Linked DNA regions of Mus musculus: all the other regions are linked to region 3. The links are chromatin contacts, called in public Hi-C maps. All regions are on one chromosome and are shown on one strand. Each heading gives the region's core, a stretch centred on a gene start, on an enhancer-like site or on the middle of the called end of the contact. The rest is flanking DNA. Distances are from core to core; before and after follow the strand shown.

The links. Hi-C and Micro-C count contacts between places; a contact is called where the count stands out from the background.
Region 1: a contact with region 3 is called in a Hi-C map of CD4 T cells, with 7 times the contacts expected there. The contact joins the promoter of Acad9 here to the promoter of Ndufb5 in region 3. A contact is called at or near these places in 2 of 39 promoter capture datasets (the HPC-7 cell line and pre-B cells) and 2 of 484 Hi-C or Micro-C datasets (CD4 T cells and CD8 T cells).
Region 2: a contact with region 3 is called in a Hi-C map of muscle stem cells, with 7 times the contacts expected there. The contact joins the promoter of Atp11b here to the promoter of Ndufb5 in region 3. A contact is called at or near these places in 1 of 39 promoter capture datasets (pre-B cells) and 2 of 484 Hi-C or Micro-C datasets (CD4 T cells and muscle stem cells).

What each region holds. Positions count from the first base shown.
Region 1 is chr3:36,064,318-36,067,957 of GRCm38.p6, reverse strand. Acad9 (acyl-Coenzyme A dehydrogenase family, member 9) reads right to left here and starts at 1,979. Exons shown (of 18, transcript NM_172678.4): 1 at 1,688-1,979. The coding sequence starts at 1,849.
Region 2 is chr3:35,751,939-35,755,781 of GRCm38.p6, reverse strand. It overlaps Atp11b (ATPase, class VI, type 11B), which reads right to left and starts at 1,719. Exons shown (of 30, transcript NM_029570.4): 1 at 1,372-1,719. The coding sequence starts at 1,398.
Region 3 is chr3:32,735,749-32,739,475 of GRCm38.p6, reverse strand. It overlaps Ndufb5 (NADH:ubiquinone oxidoreductase subunit B5), which reads right to left and starts at 2,413. Exons shown (of 6, transcript NM_025316.2): 1 at 2,271-2,413. The coding sequence starts at 2,394. It overlaps Mrpl47 (mitochondrial ribosomal protein L47), which reads left to right and starts at 2,721. Exons shown (of 7, transcript NM_029017.2): 1 at 2,721-2,834. The coding sequence starts at 2,737.

The DNA of each region.
Region 1 (3,640 bases), core at 730-3,229, 3.3 Mb before region 3:
CCTCCCACTTGCCCCTGGGACAGACTCGGGTCCAAGTAAGTGTATATGTCAGCCACTGGCATGGATAACTCGGCTACTCTCTACCCTCAGACGCTTAAGTACCACTGCCATTGTCCTAGTCAAGGCCCAGAAATGCTCCGAGAGCTGGTGTTTGCTCAATCCAGGAAGTAGCAGTGAAGTTAGAAGTGGTCAGATATGAATGTAACTTGAAGATAAACAAAGATTTACTTACTATAGGATTCAATGAGAACAAGACGAATCAAAGGTGTCACTGGAGAATGTATTGAAAAAGTTGAATCACAGAGTAGCCATTATCTATTGTAAACGGGCTGTTGGGAGAAGCAGAACTGGGTGGGATCCAGGAGAGGTTATCATATATGCTTATTAAAGATGCTTATTAGACATCTAAGAGGAGATATAGAGCAGAAAGGTAGACTAAGTCTGGAGTTAGGGGAAGAACTCAAGTTGAAAAAATAAATCTGAGTCGTAAGAATAGAGTTGTCATTTAAAGCTAGGGCACTGAATTAGGTCATCAAGGGGCTGACCATAATAAAAAGAGAGGCCCACAGGCTTAAACTTTAGAAAAATTCAGCATTGCTAGGTGTGGCATACAATTTCAATCTAGCTCTCATGAAGGAAGGCAGAGGCAGAAAGTCTCAGTGAGACTGTCTCAAAAGCAAGCAATCAATACACCTGCCACCTCCACATTAAAAAGAAGAAGAACAAAACAACACAAACAACAACGACACTGCCTCTGACTTCAACTGGGCTACCAGAGACACTGGCCAAGGTCTACAGGTTGAGAAACCAAGGAACTAACAAAAGAGATACAAAGAAAAGAATTTTTTTTTCAGAAACCTGAGGCCTAACATGCATTCAGAACAAACATTAAGTACATATCTGCATTAGTTACTAATGGTGGGTGGGGTAGGAATGGGAATGAGAAGTGAGCAATGTGGAGAAAACCACTGGCCACTGGGCCAAAGCCTGAGGGCACAGGTCCAAGATGCAGAATTATCCTTGAATAGTGAGAAAGCTGAGTTCTAATCACCAGGCCAGCCTTTGCTAGGGGTATACAGCTCACAACAGTATAGAAAGTAGATACCATCTGGAGGAGAGCTGACCACTGGGACTCTCACTAAATACAGAAATGGAAAACTGGCAGCAAAGCTCACGGGTGATGAAGGGTAGATTTAAAGACTGAAGGGGATACATGATGGCTGCGCTCTTCCTCCTGCCTTGGAAAAGCACAAGAATCCAAGTCCCTCGGCACCCTCTGCGCCAGAATGTGGGCAAAAGGGTCCCCACACTTCAAAGTTCTAGCTTTGAACGTTGCACCAGGGCAGCCACTCAGCCCAAGTGTTGACTTCTACTTTAATAAAGTCAGACAATACGAGACAAACTTCCAAGACAAGAAATAGCTGGATGGGCAACTCTGAGGACCGAGGCAAGAGGACCACGTATTCAAGGCATGCCTAGCTACAGAGCGAGTCCAAAGACAGCCTGGGCTACTACTGAATGAGACCCTGCCCCAAAACAAAAACCACTGTGACACGACTTAAGCCACATCGCCGAGCCCAGCCTCTCGGATGTTTGGCTTCTACGGGCTCGGATAACGTTCCATGCAACTCTGGCCAGAATGAAAGGTGGGAGCAGAGGACACGGGCAGTCCGGCCTCGCCTCCTACCTGCTCGATGTTGCCCAGGAAGAGCTCCTTGGCGAACGAGCAGCTCTGCAGGCTGGTGTGCAGCGGGCGGCGCCTCGCCGTGAATTCCCTCAGCACCCGGGAAGCTCGCGCCGCAGCCGCCGCCGCAGTCGCCCCACGCGAGAGCAGCACACAGCCAGACATGCTGCTCCTGACTTCAGACTTCAAGTCGCTGGAAGCCCCGCCGCTCCTCCCAATGACGCCAATCACCCGCGTCCGGGCATCCAAAGTCTCACCCTGCACCGCTGCAACCGGAAGCTAGCTCGCACTTCCTGATGACGCAAGGGCTGCGCCGCCTTGAGCGAGGCTATTGGACAGGTCGTTCCAGAATATGTTTAATAAATGTCTCCTACGCCAAGCATTGCTGTATGTAATGTCTGAGTATGTAATTTAGAAATTGTAGTTTTTTAAAATTCATCCGAACAGGCTAGGAAGTAAGTGTGTGTGTGTGTGTGTGTGTGTGTGTGTGTGTGTGTGTGTGTGTGTGTTCTTTCTTGTTATACTTTTGCCAGTAAGAAAACGAAAATACTCAAAAGTCAAGCTGCAAAACTACCACCCAGGCTCCCAAACACAGCTCTTGTGCCTGTGTGCTATTCTCAGCACATCCTCTAAAGAGCAGATTAGATTTCATCAAATAAACCTAGAAGTACAACTTTTGTTATTCTCATCTCACTTAATGTAGGACTTAGAATATTGCTAAATGGGTATAACAAAATGACAAGGGACCTATTTTACTAACCCACTTCTGCCTAATTCTCTTAAATATGTGAGTGGCGTGGTATCATTTTGTATGGGAGACTGCATGAAGCACTAAGAGCATGCTGTTTCCTCCTTTCTTGAATCTACCACTCCCTGTGTTGTGCACCCCCCTAGTCTGGCCCCTATTGGCCACAGTCTTCAGACACTTGCTTTCTTCACCACTCCCAGGGCAAGGCATTTCCCTTGGCTCGGTGACCTACCCTATGAAACTATAAACACCATGTTTGTTTGTTTGTTTCTTTTTATGATTTATTTATTTTATGTATGTGAGTATACCATTGCTGTCTACAGACACACCAGAAGAGGGCAATGAATCCCATTACAGATGGTTGTGAGCCACCATGTGGTTGCTGAGAATTGAACTCAAGGCCTCTGGAAGAGCAGTCAATGCTCTTAACCGCTGAGCCATCTTTCCAGCCCTTGTTTGTTTTTTTTAAAATGAATCTTATGTTGAGGAAGTAAGCCAAGGCAGGGCCTGGTCCAACTGGTCCAGCTCTCACATCAGGGTTTATTCATATGTCTGTTGTCTTTATTTCTAGGCAGGTTGTCCTGAGGGAACCAGTGTGGCATCAACTGTTACAAGATGACTCCTTCAGAAAATACATGCAGTTTTAACACCAATAGAAAGCATTTATGCCCCACTGGGGACTGCATAAGGAACTTCCCAAACTATGTAGCCCAGAGCCTCACTATTCTTTTCCTTTTATGCACAAAAAGCAAGTAAGAACAGTTAGCGAGAAGTGAAACTACAGAAGCCAAAAAGCAAGGTTAATATGTTTAGGGACTTTCCCAGGTCCTGGCACTATAAACTAGGTCTTTGATGAATTAGGTCTTTGTTCCTATTTTGGCAGGTTAGGGTTTTGGCAGATTGTTGTTGCCTATGTACTGAGTTCTAAGGTCAAAATGGTGTCTCTAAGATGGCATCAGTTGAGTCAGTGTCTCACAGGCTATTGAGGCCACCTTTTAGTCATGGGAGCCAAGGAACTACTTGCCCTAACTTAGTCTGAATCTTAGTAGACTGCCTCTTAAAAAATATCTATCTATCTATCTATCTATCTATCTATCTATCTATCTATCTATCTGTGTAAGAGAAAGAGTATACTAGGCACATGTGTGGAGGTCAGAAGATAGCTTCTCAAGTATTGGACCCGGATCTCCAGGCTTTGTGGCAAGCGA
Region 2 (3,843 bases), core at 470-2,969, 3.0 Mb before region 3:
AACTAAATATCAGAGATAGTATTTTTTTTTTTTAAAATGGAAAGCAACTTGTTCAACTTGTTAGTCAGGGCCATGAGACAGCTGACTTAAAAATGACCACACAGCTTCTGGTTTATCCCTTTCAGCCGTAAACATAAAGCCATTTCTCACAACATTACCAGATTTCTATCTGGAAGATAGGAATGATCACATAGAAAGATTTTATTCAAGCTAACAAAAAAGTACCTCACACTGAGAGACTGTCTTAACATACTGGGAAAGGCTTGAAAAAACAGCCTTAAAAACTATTTTCTCACCCAAAACATCAGATAAAAAGGTGTTAAATCTTTTGTTTACTTGACGCCTGAGAAGTCAAAAGCAGATCAGATTTGTAATAATTAACTTCCTTACTGTACTGGCTTGCCACAAGAAAGCAAGTGTGGATTAAATGACATCATTAGCTTGGATTCCCAATAAAGCTGGAATACTTCAATTTGCAACAGTTAGCTAAAAATAAAGACCTACCATTTGTATGAGGGAGTGGCAGGCGGTTCTAGTTTTATTTATAAGATTTCTTTATTTAAGAATGATGCTTACTGTAAAATAAACAGGAGACTGACTGAAATACATACTTTTTAGTTTTCACCTGAAAAACTGTTCTACCACAAGAAAAAAGAATGAAGATTTTGGTCTCAAAACAGGACATTTCTGTTTCTCTAAGATTTATCACTGCCTTGAAACCTCGTAGAAAAAAAATACTGCAATTGGTACAATTTCAAAATTAAACAGCATATAGATTAGCATTCCTAGAACTGAAGTGATGTCTGCCTTAACTGTCATTGTCGCCTTGGCGTTGTTATTTTCTGGGCTGCAAGTGCCAAGGGACATGAGAGATTTTCGTCTGTGAATGATTTCTGAGAAAGGTGACGCTTTTTAGACACTTAAGTCACTCTAGGGTTTTCTTTTTCTTTTTCCAGGTAATACAGTAATGTTCAAAAGTTAAACCACTGGCTCCTAACCCGTGCGTTCTAACCGCCTTGAGGGGTGGGTGACACACAAGAGATGCACAGAGAAGTTGCACCGGTCTGCGGTGAAGACCTTTCCGGCGCGCCTTCCTCCTAGGCCCAGGGCGAGCTTCCGCCGGGAGGCCGAGGAGGACCCAGACCTCCTCCGGAGCCCGCACGAGCCTAGTTCGGAGTCCGGGGGAGCCGCCTGACCCGCGCCCCGCGCCGCTACCTCCGCCACCTCGGGGCCCGCGCGGCTCGCGACCCTCAGCGGCCGCAAGCTGCAGTGCATCCCCGCGCTGTGCGGAGCCCGGGCCGAGAGAGAGCCGCGCGCCCCCGCCGCGGCCTAGCCCTCGCCGCCCCGCCGCGCCACCCAGCCCTCACTTACCAGCTGCTGCCGGACCCAGCGCCACATGCCCCCGCCGTCGCCGACGCCGTCGTGGCCCGCCGGACGCGGGACCGAGCGGCAGCAGGTGGAAGAGGACTCCGAGTGTGACCGGAGCAGGCGAGCCCCTCGGGCTTAAGTTCTGCTCTCTGCTGTCCCCGCTTTTCTACCCGAGTCGGGTCCCCATCCCGCCACCCCGGCCCGGAGGTCCTACAGGCGCGGCCTGGCTGCCAACCGCGCCCGGCGCAGCACTACTCCCCGCTGAGCCGCCGCCACCTTCATCTCTGACCGTTGTCACCCGAAGCACCGCCGCCCCCACGGCGCCGCCCCGCCCTCGCCCGCCATGGGCCCGCCCCCACGGCGCCGCCCCGCCCTCGCCCTCCATGGTCCCGCCCCCAAGCCCTGTGCCCCTCCCTCACCTGCTCTGGACCCGCCCGCTTCTTTACCTCTCGGAGGCCCACCCTTCCGTGTTTCCGCGCGGGTTTGCCCGCCCCTTTCCGGGGCGGTTTGTCGCGAAAACGTGAGCGCTGTCAGGCTCGCCGGCTCTGTGGGCCTTTTTCGAGTTTTTGTATCTTGGCCGGCTAGGCTGTAGCAACTCCTCGAAGAGGAGTTGGCTCTGCCCTGTCACAGATCTTCCCCCTCCCCCACCAACCCCCCCCCCCATCCACCCCAACATTCGGATCCACACCAGCAAATGTATGTGACCAAAAGGTCTGTGCCCAGACCATTAAATTATCAAAGACTTACATTTGGAGAGGGAGATGATTATGATCAAACTAAATTGTACAAAATTCTTATAGACTTGGTAAAAAAAATTTTTTTAATTGTCAAAGGCATTTAATTGCTTCACACATAACTCAGCGAGTAACCAAAGTGGACTAATATTGGGGAAAGTTTGAGATTTCTCTGTGAGAGTCCAGCCTGCACCTCAATTTCTGGAGCTATTGCTGAGTTCCTATCCTGATGAATTAAGCTGGAAAGGCTAAGGGGAGAGACTTTCCTCGGAAAGCTAATTGCTAAGCATGCAATGAAAACTACCTCCAAAGTAGCGTGACCTCTCTAACAAGGGTGTGGATAACTTTTAAGAAGGCCCATACAAGCAACTGGAACAAGTTTATACTGTCTAAAAGCAGCCACCTGTTCGTCTTCGTCGTACTCTCTTTTTCCTGAATTAAAACACGTCACCATCAGACATTTGTAATTTGAAAAGTAACATTCTGCAAAAACCTAAATCTAAGCTACGGTGATTAGACAAATCTGTCTTTTGGTTTCAGTAGTCATGTCTTAGTTAATCCAGCATTGCAATTAGAGTCTTTCAGTTATCTATGGCCTATAAAATCTGCAATGGAGCCCTTTAATCCCTTTTTAATCCCTGCACTCGGGAGACACAGGCAGGCAGATTTCTGAGTTCGAGACCGGCCTGGTCTACAAAGTGAGTTCCAGGACAGCCAGGGCTATACAGTGAAACCCTGTCTCGGGGGGGGGGGGGGGGGACCTGCAATAATTTTTTTTTAATATTATAAATTACCCAAATTTAGGACAGATATTTAAAAAGAAAAAGGAACCTTCGTTTTGCTCTTATGCCCGACCCTTACTCTGTGACACCAGCATAAAGTTACTGGAATGCTTTTAGAGAAAACAAAATGTTACTTCCGTTCTAAGGCAGTGTCCCAGAACCCACTGCGTCAAGCTCTACCCGATACTCTAATTGGGTCTCTGAAGTACGTATTATCCCGATTGTGCAGATGGAGAAGCTCAAGTTAAATAATTCGGCAAAACTGTGATTTGGATTATGGATAATCGGACAGTAGAACCTGTGTTCTTAAGCTATATTCCTAAACAAACTTACTTCTCACATCTCGTTTCTCAGTGACTTGGTTACAAAGTAGGCCTGGAAATGTTTTATTTATATGCCACCAAAATTTGTCAAGAAAACCTGTAAAACAGCAACCTAGAGGATGCATTACATATCATTGAACTGGCTTCCAAATTTCTAAAGGTGGAAGTGGACAGGGGGTGGGGAATTAGGAAGGAGTTGATTCGAGGTGTTATGAGGCAATGTGGCAAAAAGCAGCTCAAATATGTGAAGACCATATGAAAGTCCAAACTGTCAGGAACAAAAATAGCAACAGGGCAGTGTTTTGCTCCAAACATTTTCTACCAGAACCATAGCATGGCCGAGCATTTTTATACTATAGTTGTAATTCTTTAGTGGTGGTAAAATCTTCTCCATGTATAATAATCAGGGTTTTTTTTTTAATTAAATTTATTTCTTGGAGGTAGGAGTATGTGCCATGTGGGTGTATAGAGGTCAGAGGGATCAATTCTCTGAAATCTTGATTTCAGTTGTATGTGTATGCTATTGGGAACAAACAAAAGAAACTTGCCCTAAGTACTGACATTTTGTTTTTAACCTCCATTTAACCATAGGGGGAAACTAAGTTCAAGGTCCCAGGCCCTAGGGGAGCTGGGGAC
Region 3 (3,727 bases), core at 1,164-3,663:
AAGATGATTGCCATATTCATTTTATATTTATACTCCTCGTCTGAGTTCACAGTACTGTGATCACAGATCTGTTGATCCACTCTCCTCTACCCTGAGAAATATCTGTGGATATTAGCTTTAGAATGGAAAGAGATTCAGTGTTTTCTGCCACGGCAAGTTGGAGGATTTGCTGCTTTGGGCCTGTGGCAAAGCATGATGGAAGTATGTGTTAGAACAAACTGCCACCTTCTAGTGACTGGGAAGCAGAGAAGAGAGGCTGATGCCCTGCAAGGGCCTCTTCAATGACAAGATCTTGGACCGGAATTCCACCTCTCAGACGCTCAGCAACAACCTACCAGCTTCTTGGAAGACTGTGGCAGGAGCATTGAAGGTTAGAACCAGCCCGCAATGCAGAGTCTATTCAAGATCAGCTTGGGCAACTCAATGACACTCTGACTCAAAATTTTAAAGAGTAAAGACAAAAAGAAGGGTTAGGGATGTAGCCCAGAGGAAAGACCTCACCTGGCTAGAATAAGCAAGCACTTGTATTTCATCAGCAGTACCAAAGAAATAAGCAAATAAAATAAAGGGTAAATTTAATGCTGTGTGTATTTTCTAATTTAGGTGCATGGTGCTAAAAATGTCTCCTACTCAAAGGGCTTCACAACTACTCTGTAAGGTATCTCCGTCAATCAGATGGTCATCTTCCGGAAAAGGAAATGAAGATCATGACCAAGTGCCTTCCACTTTAGCTCCCAGTAGGCGTTGACTCAAGGTCATAGAGCTCTTAAATTCTGCAGCCAAGATTTGAATCTCGGCAGCCCAGCTCCAGAAAAAGAAGATGGGAGAGGGGCCTAGCCATCTTGTTGGGCTGCCCAAGGAACTGGTGGAAGAGAGGAAAACCTTCAGGGAGCAATGGCAGACTCATAAGCCAGTGAAAGCTGCGACAGTCAAACAGTCGCTCTTGGAACAGCCTCGAGTAGGCCCTCCCTGTTCTCTCTGGACAGGACATCGGCTCCCCGTGGTTCTCTCGGAACTGCAGGAGTGAGAAATAGTCCAGGAAGAGAGGGACCACGGAGTCTCAGCTCAGCTCAGCTAGACTACAGTCAGCACTTCTGGGGAAGGGTTCAAGGGATCTCTACTTGTGTATCTGAGGATATTTACAATAAAAAAGTGATGTCAAAAGGATATGACCAAGAAGTGTCAGCACATGGAGTCTGCCTTCAGTGTAAATTCCTGCTGGGTATTTTAAATGCACTGATCCTTTCCAGCATGTTCCAGAAGGTCCCTATGCATACTGCCTCAATATAATAGGCTTTAGGGCAATTTGTGTGTGTGTCTTTCTCTATATTAGACAAGGCAAATTGTATATCTCTAACCAAGGCCCTCTCTATGACTGTCCTGAGACCTGAGCTCTTTACCCCTCTTAGGCTCCTTTCTAAGAGAACAGTGGTTCTCAACCTTCCTAATGCTGCAACCCTTTAATGCAGTTCTTTGTGTTGTGACCTCCAACTATAAAATTATTTTCACTGCTACTCCATAACTGTAATCTTGCTACTGTTATGGGTCACAATGTGAACATCTGTGTTTTCCTACGGTCTTAGGTGACCCCTATGAAGGGGTCGCGACCCGCAGGTCATATGAAAAGCATGACTGCATTAACATACAGCAGATACAATCTGGGCTGAACCCAACTTTACACATTCACTCGCACTAGTCTTTTAAAAAAAAAAACAAACATAAAATATTTTCGTGGCCTTCTATGATGTTGTGAGGTCCACGGACACAGTTATTACCGTGCCTAACGGGCCTGTCACCTGGAGCCTTTTTACACTCGTGCCTAGGAACACCATGACAGCCTTCACTTCAGTGCGCTTCTCAGCAACTTCCTATCTGCGGGTTGGAACCAGCTGCAGGTGCCACGCACCCTGATTCTGCCCTGAGCCCAGCGACGCAGTGCAAGCCTGCAATCCCAGCCCTCGGGAGCCGGGACAAGTGCAGCCTCGGATCCCCGAGACCCTGTCTCAACAACGAAGTGTGTGCAGTTGCCCTTGGAGACGCGGGCAGCAGCTCCATGCCTGCCTAGCCTGGCAGCGAGGGAGCAGCGCCCAGCATGGCGTGGCAAGGCGCTTCGCAAACGCTGAGCTTAAACAAGGCCATCCGATCTGCAGCAGCTCTTCACACGAGAGCCCCAGGCCGACTTTGTCCCCGCTCTCTCCCTCGGAGGTCCCCAAGGTCACCTGGAAACAGCCCTCCCACCTCTCACCCGCGTCTCCGAGGCCGCCACCCACCGACAGTCTTCGGAAAGCTCCGCGTGAGAAAACTTCCGACTCCGAGTCTAGGACCAGCGCGGCGGCAAGACAGCGCTGTCAGCGCGGAGACCGAAGCCCGCTGCAGCAGGCTCATGGCCGCCATGGCTACACCGGCCACGGAAGGAAGTGGGGAGGGCTAAGGGAGCCGGGAGGGACAATCCACCAGTGAGGGCGAACGCTAGAGGAGGCCATATTGAGTGAGGGCAGCGGCCCGTTCCTGCGAGCTTCACAGGCAGGCGCTGGCGGACAAAAGTGACGACATTGTAGGTGGGGCGCCCAAAGAGAGCCCTGTAAACTCTATGGCAGACTTGGGAGATTGAAGCGAGAGCCGTGGGAGCGGCCATGTTTAGTAAGGGCAAAGCCTGTTCCTGTTTGCTTCACTTGCCTCACGCCGCCAGCGGAAGTGACCTCGTGGACACCGACACTGTGGGTCTCCATTAGAAACATGGCTGCGACCAGTCTAGTGGGTATTTGTAGAAGAGCCTCAGCGTTCCTGAAGGCAGCTTGTTCCCTAGTAAATCCCAAGGACGCTGCTCACTCGGGGTAAGTGGTGAGAGAAGAAATGACTGCCTCCGCCTTTGGGCGCTTCTTGCAGGATGCAACAGAGCTCTAGACAGGCCACCGCGGAGGCAGAGAGCGTGACCTTGCAGTCGCCTATCCTGGCGCACTAGTCCTCCTGCGTTCTGTCGCCGCGGGCGGTGGGAGCATCCGCTGCTCGGTGCTTCCTCGGACTCGCAGTGTCCTGGGGCTGGGTCGGTTGGGAGGGAGGTTTCCGAGGAGTCCTGAGCTGTGAACGGAAGGCTTCCCTCGGCGTCTTTGTACACAGATTGTCCGGCAGATGTTAAGTGATGAGCGTAGCTACGGCAACAGAAGCTGCGTCTGCGAGTGTGAGAATGACAGCTTACTCTTCACTGACACTTGCCAACAGGGAGCCGAGTTTTAGAAATAGTAGAGAGCAGATTAATTGAAGGAAGCAGTCTCTTCTATATTATTACACTAACTTTGCAAATTAGCTTTTTAAAACCTTGCAGAGTTGTAATTTGATCAGGGTGGCAAACTTGAATAAATGATTTCGTCTTCCATTATCTTGATCTGATGCCTTCCTTGACCTCTGACGGTATCAGGCACACACATGGTGCACATATATGCAGGGAAAACATTCAGATACATAAACCTTAAATTTGTTAATGAAATTATTTCAGTATGTGTGTGTGTGTGTGTGTGTGTGTGTGTTTTGTAAAAAATGAATACCTATCACTCAGAAAAGAGGCAAAATATTTTGAAGACAGTAAAACCAGTTATGCATTCATAGAACACATTGCCGTTTCTTTTTTAATGTTGCAGGTATACACTTGATTTTCCATCATTTCCCCAGGACAACAGAAACATTATTAGAGTAATAGTCAAAATATACCCTTAACCCATAGTAGCCAGTC